Regions from separate parts of the Mus musculus genome. Here region 1 is linked to region 2. The links are chromatin contacts, called in public HiChIP or PLAC-seq maps. All regions are on one chromosome and are shown on one strand. Each heading gives the region's core, a stretch centred on a gene start, on an enhancer-like site or on the middle of the called end of the contact. The rest is flanking DNA. Distances are from core to core; before and after follow the strand shown. Region 1 overlaps Gm46785 (a long non-coding RNA gene). Region 2 holds the start of Pdk1 (pyruvate dehydrogenase kinase, isoenzyme 1).

Evidence for each region. HiChIP or PLAC-seq counts read pairs in DNA pulled down with a chosen protein or histone mark.
Region 1: a BATF HiChIP or PLAC-seq map of CD8 T cells shows a contact between it and region 2, with 5 read pairs. The contact joins the enhancer-like site here to the promoter of Pdk1 in region 2. A contact is called at or near these places in 1 of 39 promoter capture datasets (hippocampal neurons), 3 of 15 datasets of contacts at CTCF or cohesin (CD8 T cells, the NIH/3T3 cell line and embryonic stem cells), 2 of 484 Hi-C or Micro-C datasets (the G1E-ER4 cell line and Sertoli cells), 6 of 115 datasets of contacts at active chromatin or transcription factors (CD8 T cells, acute myeloid leukemia and embryonic stem cells) and 3 of 9 other capture datasets (adipose tissue, embryonic stem cells and pancreatic islet).

The regions. Positions count from the first base shown.
Region 1 is chr2:71,938,859-71,943,838 of GRCm38.p6, forward strand. Gm46785 (a long non-coding RNA gene) reads left to right here. Exons shown (of 3, transcript XR_001783614.1): 3 at 2,979-3,175. Among named protein-coding and RNA genes, the nearest start is that of Gm46785, 3.5 kb to the left of the region's middle. Within about 2 kb of position 2,768, at least 32 of the 459 cell types and tissues checked have an H3K27ac peak or open chromatin away from gene starts, as enhancers often do. A contact at or near this core is called in CD8 T cells, where this site is marked.
Region 2 is chr2:71,870,215-71,875,100 of GRCm38.p6, forward strand. Pdk1 (pyruvate dehydrogenase kinase, isoenzyme 1) reads left to right here and starts at 3,010. Exons shown (of 11, transcript NM_172665.5): 1 at 3,010-3,351. The coding sequence starts at 3,156.

The DNA.
Region 1 (4,980 bases), core at 1,518-4,017, 68 kb after region 2:
AGAGAGGAAGACAAACTCCCACCCGGCCTTCCCAGACGGCTGGTTCCTTATTTGTCTGTGAATCAGCGAGGCTCCAATTTCATGCCCTGCCCTTTCAAACTTAAGAGTTTAAAATTAGTATCATACATCAGAGTGTCATCTCCTGCTAAGACATAGCTCCCCTTTCTGTGTTTGGTGACTGTATTTTTAGCTACAAATCGCTAGCGATATCTGGATGGCAGACCTTCTGGTTTCAAAGCTTAGTCTCAGACTGAATGTCAAGCCCATTTGCACAACTATTAGGGAACTGGGATTTCTGGTCATGTGATGAAAAGGTTTTGGTGATGTCACCACGATTTGCTTTGATTTAAAAATGGTGAAGAGTGTTGTTTTTGGCAGCCACAGTGAGCCACAGGTTTACTGGTTAGGCAGGAAAGGAAGTTTGGGAAGTTGATTCCTTAGTGTTCAAAGATGTTGTTGCTTTCCCTTTCTCCCTGCCTTTGTCTGTCCACTACAATAGAAAAGCACCTTTCTGCATTTTATAATCTGCCATGCACTCTGGTTGAGTCAGCTTGACAGGCCAAGAGGCCTGGAAGCCACTCTAGAGGCAGAGAGTTTCACGGAAACTCACCTCCTGGAGTCTGGCATTCTCTTTAACCCATATACTCATATTCTATTCTCGCGTTAGTCTGGTGCATGGATCCACATGCTCTCTTTTAGTATTATCTTATTATAATGCCTTTTAAGATTGAATTCTGACATAGCTAAGCCTTCACCAGTGTTCCAACGTCCTAGAAAGTCCTTGAGCAGACAATGGGCTTGGAATTCAGTAAGAATGTTGCCTATTCAGTGACATTCAGAATTGCCTCTGGTATTACACTATCACTTTGAATAAAAGCTAGGTCACTGCTCTACACAGGAATTTACCATCATCTAGGAAGAATGAAGTTTGAGACCTAAGGAGGAACCAGAGTAGATACTTAGAACTATAGATAGCTGAGTTACACCCATACACATGTATTTACAGTGGCCTAGGGGAGAAGGTGGACTATACAATAGACTAAAATAGGAACTATGGCAAGGGCACGAAGCCCTTGACCCTGGCTTCTAAGATTAAGTGAACTTTAGGTGGAACTCTTTTTGATCCCAGTTGTTAACAATGAATTCTATCCCAGGTGGTTCCTGTTAGACCTTCTGTGTTTGTATTCCTCTGTTTTGTGTAAGAATCCAGTAACCTCTTTGTACCTTGCTGGTGTGTCACCCAACTTCCCTATTTTCTTCTGTATAAAAAGTTTGATGCTCGATTTGACAAATTACATTCAGATTCTACACAGCCTCTCCTGTGTGCATCTGTCTGTCATTCCATCCAACGCTTTGCCCACCTGCCCCAGAGACCCGTTCCACGCAGACAAAGGGGCCCAGAGGGTCTGCGGCAATAATCAATAGATGTTTGTTAGACTCATGGTTCTAGAGGCTGTAGTTGTAGGGATGAAAGGCAGCATCCGGTAGGGAAACTTCTTGCTTTTATCTCCCATGATGGAATGCAGAGGGTCCCTGGGCAGAGTTCATGCCTGCAGTAATTCCCTAACACTATTAAAGAGTACACACTAGGTTCATATCTGGCTGAAATACAGCCTTGACACAAAGTAGGTGCTTTTTAACTGTTCACTCACCAATCAAAGTGAGAAAGATTCAGCAACATTTTCAAAGGCAAAAGAACCTTCTAGAAACCAGGTTGAGATTTAAACAGATATAATGGCTTGCCAGTTTATCTACGTGGGATATCAGAAGGAATTCCTGCAAGAGATACTGGGCGGGGAGATCTCTCTACAAAATATAACTGTAGAGTTTAGAATGCAAAAATGTTGGTATTCATGCAGAGATCCCATTAGGTTGATGATTTTTAACCTGGTAACTTTCAGGAGTAGCATCCTATGGTGTATGGCTGTATGAATGATGATGGTTGATTCCTTGGTTGGTCATTCCTACTGAGTTGGCGTGCTTTGGCCTTTAACGGTGGGAATAGGATCAACAGGTCGAGAAATCACAGCTTCTTGTTTCCCAACATATCTGTTCTCTCAGTTGAAGTCATTATGGGGGGAAATACTGGGAGAGGAAGAAAACAAAGGAGAATGGGGGGAAAAGAGGCAAAACCACAGATCCAAGTTTGGAAACCAGTGCACCTATTATCCATTATCTTCCTTAAGAGATGTTTTTCTGCCACAAACATAGAAAAGACATGAAATACATACATACATACAGACATAATACATACATACATAGCAGAAAGGATACCGTTAATTTGAAGCTGTTTGTCAAGGCTTGAGACCTCTGTAGACAGCCTATTTTTCTGTTGTGAGGTGTCACCAGAGAAGACCACTCAGACAAGGGTTCAAGTCAATAGAAGGTCTTTATTAGCTAACCGTTGACTACACTGAGTGTTCAGAACCAGAGTGCAGTTCTTTTTTTTTTTTTTAAGATTTATTTATTATTATACATAGGTACACTGTAGCTGACTTCAGACACACCAGAAGAGGGCAACAGATCTCATTACGGGTGGTTGTGAGCCACCATGTGGTTGCTGGGATTTGAACTCAGGACCTTTGGAGGAGTTGTCAGTGCTTTCACCCACTGAGCCATCTCTCCAGCTCCCCAGAGTGCAGTTCTGAGCCTTTCTGAAGGTGAGCTTTTAAACACAAAAACCACATCCTGGGTTAACACACCTCAGTTAGCAAGAACTGTTAGCCAGAAGCAGAACTACACAGAAGCCAAAAAGCAAGGTTAGCACATTTAGGGACTTTCCCAGAACTATAGTGTTGATAGAGTAAGTCTTTGATCTTATTGTGGCAGGTGGGGCTGCCTGTAGGTTCCATGTATGCTGGGTTCCAAGGCCTGAATGAAACTTCCATCATGGGGTCAGTGGTGCTAAGGTCTGGGGGGCTGCTACACTTCCTAGTATCATGTTGTGGAACTTTCTTTGACCCTCCTTCAATTTCCAGACCGTGATGTGGCCAGTTCCAGCTGCATGTATCTCATAGACATCTTCTGTTGTCATCGTTACCACCATGGCAGACACACGTCAGTACTTGTTCTTGATGCTTCTCGCTCACCGGAGGGCAAATCTGTTCTGCTCATTTGTGAATCCTGGAATATCCCAGGATATTTGACAGTGTTTGCCCAGTTCATATTTCCTGGATACATGAATTAGACTATTCTTTTTCTACTTTATAAGAACACTTTTTTTGGAACCAGTGTATACTCATTGATAACTTGATTCTGACCAAAAATAAATAAACAAACTCTTAAACGCGTTCTCACGACCGGCCAGGAAGAACACAACAAACCAGAATCTTCTGCGGCAAAACTTTATTGCTTACATCTTCAGGAGCCAGGAGCGCAAGCCCCAAGCCCCAAAAACGAAAGGCCCCCAAAACGAAAGCGAAACCCTGTCCCTATTTAGGAGAGTTATCCTTCGCCTAGGACGCATCACTCCCTGATTGGCTGCAGCCCATGGCCGAGTAAAGGCAGAGTACATGTAGTGGAAAATTACTCTTGGCACATGCGCAGATTATTTGTTTACCACTTAGAACACAGCTGACAGCGCCATCTTGTGACGGCGAATGTGGGGGCGGCTCCCAACATCTCCCCCTTTCCTTTTAATAAGAGCAATAGGCCACCCATATTAATGAGAGTGGAGATAGAGGTCAAATCCCCAGTGTGCAGGTAAAGGAGCCATGTACAGGATTAGCTCTTAGGCTCACAGGCTTTTACCCAGAGCAACCCTGACCTGCTCCCGTGTCGTTTTGCCTGGAGAGAAGGACACTTGGACACTCAACCTTCTTGAAAGATGACATGTCTCCCTAGAATAGGCTCATATATGCCGCAGAGCCCTTCTACTGCAGTGCTTAGCCGTGCAACTCTCTCGGGCTGCTGAAGCACACTCACTCTATCCCGTGCAATGAGTCTAGCCTCGTGGGATGCAAGAGCTGAGTGGCCAGCGACCTATTGCCTAAGCATAGATATATCAGGGGAAGCACCATGTTCTAGAGCTGCAAGTGCCTGGGCAATAACCACCTTGTCTCTCCTAGTTTGGGCCTTAAGCTTACAGACCAACCAAAGAAGCAACACTAATCCACAGCAAAGTGTATCTCCAAATAATATCAATCCCACCCATTCTTTAAAGAAGGGAAATGCTGAGGAGATCCAATTGGGTAATCCTTTGGTCAGGGACAGGTCCAAGCGCGTGGAGTTGACCTGAAGTCTCAATTCCCGAAGGATCTGTTCAAATTCAGCCGTCCAATTCTGTAACATATACTGAAAAAGACTTTTTGACAAATTAGCTGCCCTAGTAAAATTCTCATACTGAATGGAAGTAATGGACAATCCCGGAAACTTTTGTTCACATCCCAGCTGAGTTATTTGCCATAATACATCTAGTTGTTTCTGGACAAGATCTATGAGTTGATTAACCAGCATGAGACCTCCCTGTATCTTGACATTAGCTGAGGCCTGTTTATCTATGACTGTAGTCACGAGGCTGACAAAGTGTTAATGGTGTCAGTCGTCTGGACCTGTCCAGACAGAGCCAAGGCTGTCTGAATCAAGGCCAAACCCAGTTCCTAGTTAGTGGTAAAAAAGCAGGGGAATACTTGAGCATTATACATCACCGTCATTAGGAGTGGAAATGTCGACATTATCCCCCAACGCTGCTCTCTCTTTATTATTGACGCCCTGGACATCACCAAGACGAGGGACATCAGTATTCCCTTGGTCAGTCTGGATTTTTCGGGTGAGTCTTTCTGGTATCCAAAATGGGTTGTCTTCATTCTGTGGGAAAACACAAACCGCTCCCCTGGATCTTATCAAAATAGGATCCGGGCCATACCATTTATTATCAAGGACATTTTTCCATTTAACCATCTCATTGGGCCTATCTGGCTCTGAACAATGACGTTCAGCCGCAGTATGGCCATGAACATCAATATTTAAAAAATTGAGTGT
Region 2 (4,886 bases), core at 1,760-4,259:
CAGGGCCATCCTTATAGAGCTGTTTTCTAGACTCCTATCTAAGGGTCACTAACAAGAGCCCCTCCCTCCATGATGTCCATCTGACTGAAATGGCTGTATAACGGACAACAGTTTTCCATGTTGAATTGTGTCTGTTACTCTGTGGTTTCCATCTGCTCTCCGGGTCATCCAGAACAAACTTAATCCTTTCAAACAACAAGCTCTCCTGCATTTGACAGGATGGTGTTGTAAGATACCTGAAATTCCTGCCCCAAATATGCTTCCTTTGGCAGATGGATTTGAGCTACAGGCCACTGGAGAAAAGCAGTAGACAGTGGAACAGCTATAAAAATAGGTTGTTTTGTTAAGGATATTTCAATTTATAATGACTTATCATTTCTCTAAACAATCATTTCACTATACTATATTGGAGATATTATATGCTGGGATTCAAGGCCACTTTTTTTAAAAATTATCATTCCCCAGCTATACAGCACAAATATATGAAATAGGCATCTTTTTCTTGTTTTTGTTTCTTTACAGGGTCTGATGCAACAAAGGACTTAATGTTAGAATAGCCTTAAAGACCCATTAAGAAAAAAACAAGCCGGGCGGTGGTGGCACACACCTTTAATCCTAGCACTTGGCAGGCAGAGGCAGGCGGATTTCTGAGTTTGAGGCCAGCCTGGTCTACAGAGTAAGTTCCAGGACAGCCAGGGCTACACTGAGAAACCCTGTCTCTAAAACAAACAAACAAACAAACAAACAAACAATAAACCAAAAAAGAAAAAACAAAAAAACCAAACCAAAACCAAAAAACCCTCTAGGGGCAGGAGAGATGGCTCAGTGGTTAAGAGCACTGACTGCTCTTCTAAAGGTCCTGAGTTCAATTCCCAGCAACCACATGGTGGCTCACAACCATATGTAATGGGATCTGATGCCCTCTTCTGGTGTGTCTGGAAACAGCTACAGCAGTGTACTCATATAAATAAAATAACTCTTAAACGAAAGAAAAACAAACCTCCATCTGGTGAAGGGGCTAGATTCTCTGGCCTGGGTGGAGAGCTAACATTGCAGTTGGGCAGTGTCAATCACCTGGCCTGGGACTGCTAGGAAAGCAAACTCGCCTTCAGCTATCCTAAATAGGTAGAAGAAATATTTTGTCCTTTAATGAGATATTGTACTTTTCCTTCCCAGAATTCCTCCTTCCCCAACACTGTTCCTATAAACCACCATGAGGTACTGGGTTGGAGTCAGAAAGGCACAATTTTCCCTTTTTTCCTCCCTCCCTTTACCCCCTCCCTCTTTGATGCTGCTTTTTCTGATACTTTGGGCTTCCTTACCCTTTTCTCTAAGGCCCCCCTTCCCACCCTGTGGCAGACCTCCATCTGACCTCCATGCCAGTAACTGGAGCAGCATAGGTCTTTTCGTTGGTTTGTGCTTTTTTGTTTGTTTGTTTGTTTGTTTTCTTTCTTTACCCCATTCTCCTCCTCCAGGCAGCTGCTGAGATGCACAGCTTGTTTACCTTGGAGGTTTTTTTTTTCTTCTTTTAAACTTTAATAAAATTATCCTTGAGCTTCCACTTTAGTCTATTCTTAAACTCTTTTCTAAATGAGACTAAGAACCCCAAGAGGAGACCACAATTTCTACTGGATACTTGAGGAAAAACAATTTTTCTTTCTCTAGAATCAAAACCACTTGCTTTTGTTTCCATGCGGACAATATCCCCGCTTTGTGCTACACACAGTTTGTTGGATACAGAATAACAGCTTTCTTTAAAGGGACTCTGATCTAATTTCTGTTTTTCTGTGTATGTTGGGGGAGGGTGGGCAGGTATTTGTTTCTTTGTTTTCAGATAGGAGTCAGAATAACAGGCTGGCATGATTTCGGATGACCTTAGAATTCTCACCTCCCACATTGCTGCTTCCACTTGCAGATCGCTGAAATTATAAACCTGGGCCAACACAATGTGGGGGGGTGGGGTGGGGGGGGTTGCTTTTGTTTTTTCTTTCCTTGTGCTGGGGATGAAACGCAGGGCTTTGGATATGAGCTACATCCCAGACTTCATGATTTGTGTTTTTTCAAAACCCAATAGCGAGCGGGGCAGTGGTGGCGCATGCCTTTAATTCCAGCACTTGGGAGGCAGAGGCAGGTGGATTTCTGGGTTCGAGGCCAGCATGGTCTACAGAGCGAGTTCCAGGACAGTCACGGCTATACAGAGAAACCCTGTCTCATAAAACATAAACAAAACCAAAACAAAACCCAAAAGCGACCAGCATGGAGCTATGAAGTGTTATTCGGTGTGTATTCTACATAATTGATAAACTTCACACGTGGCAGGATAGTTTTCTTGCACCTAAGACACAGCAAATGTTAGGGTAGTTGGATGGGGACTTTACAGTGTTCAGAAGACAGACGTGATTTTCGTGGGGTTAGATATTAAATATGTTCTAATTCTACATTCACTATCTCTATACATTGAAAAGATGGAGCAGGCACATTGTAACTCTAAGATGAGTTAACAGAAAAAGAGCGAGTAGTCTTTAAGTACTGTGGCAATATTGCTTGCATAAAGTGTTTCAACGCGCTCTTCCCGGGACTTTCGTTGCTGTGGAATTCTTTAGAGCCACACCCCCAAGTTCAACTCTTGTACCACTGTTCGGCTGCACCTGCAAATCAAGGGCTTGCATGATCCAAGGGCAATGAGAACAGGCTCATTGCCAACGATCTCGCACAGCCTAGAGCTTTTCCGCTGAGACTGGGAGGGCGGAGGAAGTACGAAAGGGTGCAAAGGGGTGCAACACAGCGCAAGCTGGATCGTTTAAGCCGGGCTCCCACGGCGGCCACTCGCTCCGGGTGGTTTCAGCTGCACCACACCCCACAAAGCTCAGCAGCGCTCCCTTTTTTTTTTTCTTTCCCCGCCTCCGTCCTCCCAGGGCCCCGCCTACATGGGCGTGTCTTTAACCAGGGGCGGTGGCTAGCGCAGCCTTTCGCCCTCCTCCGTGCTGTCCGTGCTCCGCCTACGGGGGCGTGGTTCCAGCGAGGGGGCGGTGGCCGCAGCGCTGACAGCAGCTCCCCGCCCCCGCGGCCAGCCACGTCCCGCACGTAGCGCCCGGGCAGCGGCATACAGCCGCAGGTTGGCGCCCGGAGCTCCGGCTCCTCCGGCGGGGCTCGGTATGAGGCTGGCAAGGCTGCTGCGGGGCGGCACGAGCGTCAGGCCGCTCTGCGCCGTCCCCTGCGCCAGCCGTAGCCTGGCCTCGGCCTCGGCCTCGGGTTCCGGGCCGGCGTCGGAGCTTGGCGTTCCGGGCCAGGTGGACTTCTATGCGCGCTTCTCGCCGTCGCCACTCTCCATGAAGCAGTTCCTGGACTTCGGTGAGGGCGGCCGCTGGGCCGTCGGGCCTCTGTGCACGGGCCCCGTCCTCCCAGGCGCACCCCTCCTCCTCCCTCGTGTCGCCCCCCCTGCGTCTTAGGTGCTTCCTTCCTCCTCGGAGGGAGCGGGCGCTGGAAGGCCGGGCACGTAACAGGGACGTGCGACTATAGTGTGTTTAAAAAAAAAAAAAAAACTACAAACCCAAAAAAACAAAGCAGGGGGCCCGCGGCTGCAGCCTTCCGCGCACGTGCGTAGGTGCGCGCTTGGGGACCTGGTGTCTTTGGGGATGCCTTGCTCAGGTTCAAGGCCAGGGCTCAAACTGCTTCGAGGGTGGTGTTCTGCAGAGGCGAGATCGGTGCCAGCACAGTGGCGATCGTTTGGAGTGGCGTGATGGCTGGAAAACAAGTTACTACTGGCCCAGTGCTTTCCTCGCCAGTGTTTTCACCGAGAGCAAATTCGTTTCAACAGCAGCCAGTCTCAAGCACGTGTAAAGTGCATGGTCTTGTCTGTGTGTAACAGATTGCAGAACTGCAGAATTAGGCCTTTGACTTTTGGCTTCTCATCAGGAGTAATGAGGCGGAAAGGGAAATGCTTAGAATAAACTCTTAACATTGAAATCCGAAAGTTCTGGAGTAGAAAAAGTTATCTTCTGTGTCGTGCTGCCAGGTTATAACATGGTTAGCACGCACGAGAGATTAGTGGTGGGGGTAGGTACTTTATCTTAAAATTGTGGTTTGAAGTGACAGGTGCTTTTCCTTGTGTTTCTTTAGTAAGGGACTATGAAAGGCCCCCGTTTTGTGTGTGTGTTTTGCTTTTATTTGTGAATGCCTGTACTGTGGTGTAGCAATGTTCACCTTGTTCATGAATACGCTATTAAACTTTGGCAAGATGCTTTCCTTAATAATACTGCTACTGTTGACAAGATAGTTTTCTGCTAAGGTTCCATCTGCGAGGTCCACTTAGTTTCAAATGGATTGCTGAAATGTGACTTTTTTAGTTCAAGTGAAGGTGCTTGCCAGGGGAGGGACACTTATCAACTCTTCTGCCAAACATCTGGATTCAAGAGTGGAGGAAGGGGGAGGTGATGGTCTCAGGAATCAGACAACTGAGCTGGTTCCACTTGATGGTTGGTGATACTGTGTTGATGGTCTTTGCCTTCTGTTGCCTGAAAACCTCTGTACTGACTGTGTTCTGGTGGTATTTGTTCTGGTGGTTAGTATTTGTGTCTAGTCAATGACTTGGGTCAGAATTTACTCAAAAGTCGAGAGTCAGGATTTCTTTCTTTTCCTTTTTTTTTTTTTTTTTCTTCTTTTTTTGGTTTTTCGAGACAAGGTTTCTCTGTAGCTTTGGTGTCCTGGAACTCACTCTGTGGATCAGGCTGGCTTTGAAATCAGAGAGTTCCTCGTTCTTCTGTCTCCCAAGTTCTGGGATTAAAGATTCCAGCCATTACTTCCCAGCAGGAGTCAGAATTTCTAAAGGCAGCAGCAGTGGGGTATATAGAATTGGCCTTTCCCAGTTCTCTTCACAGGCCCTGAGC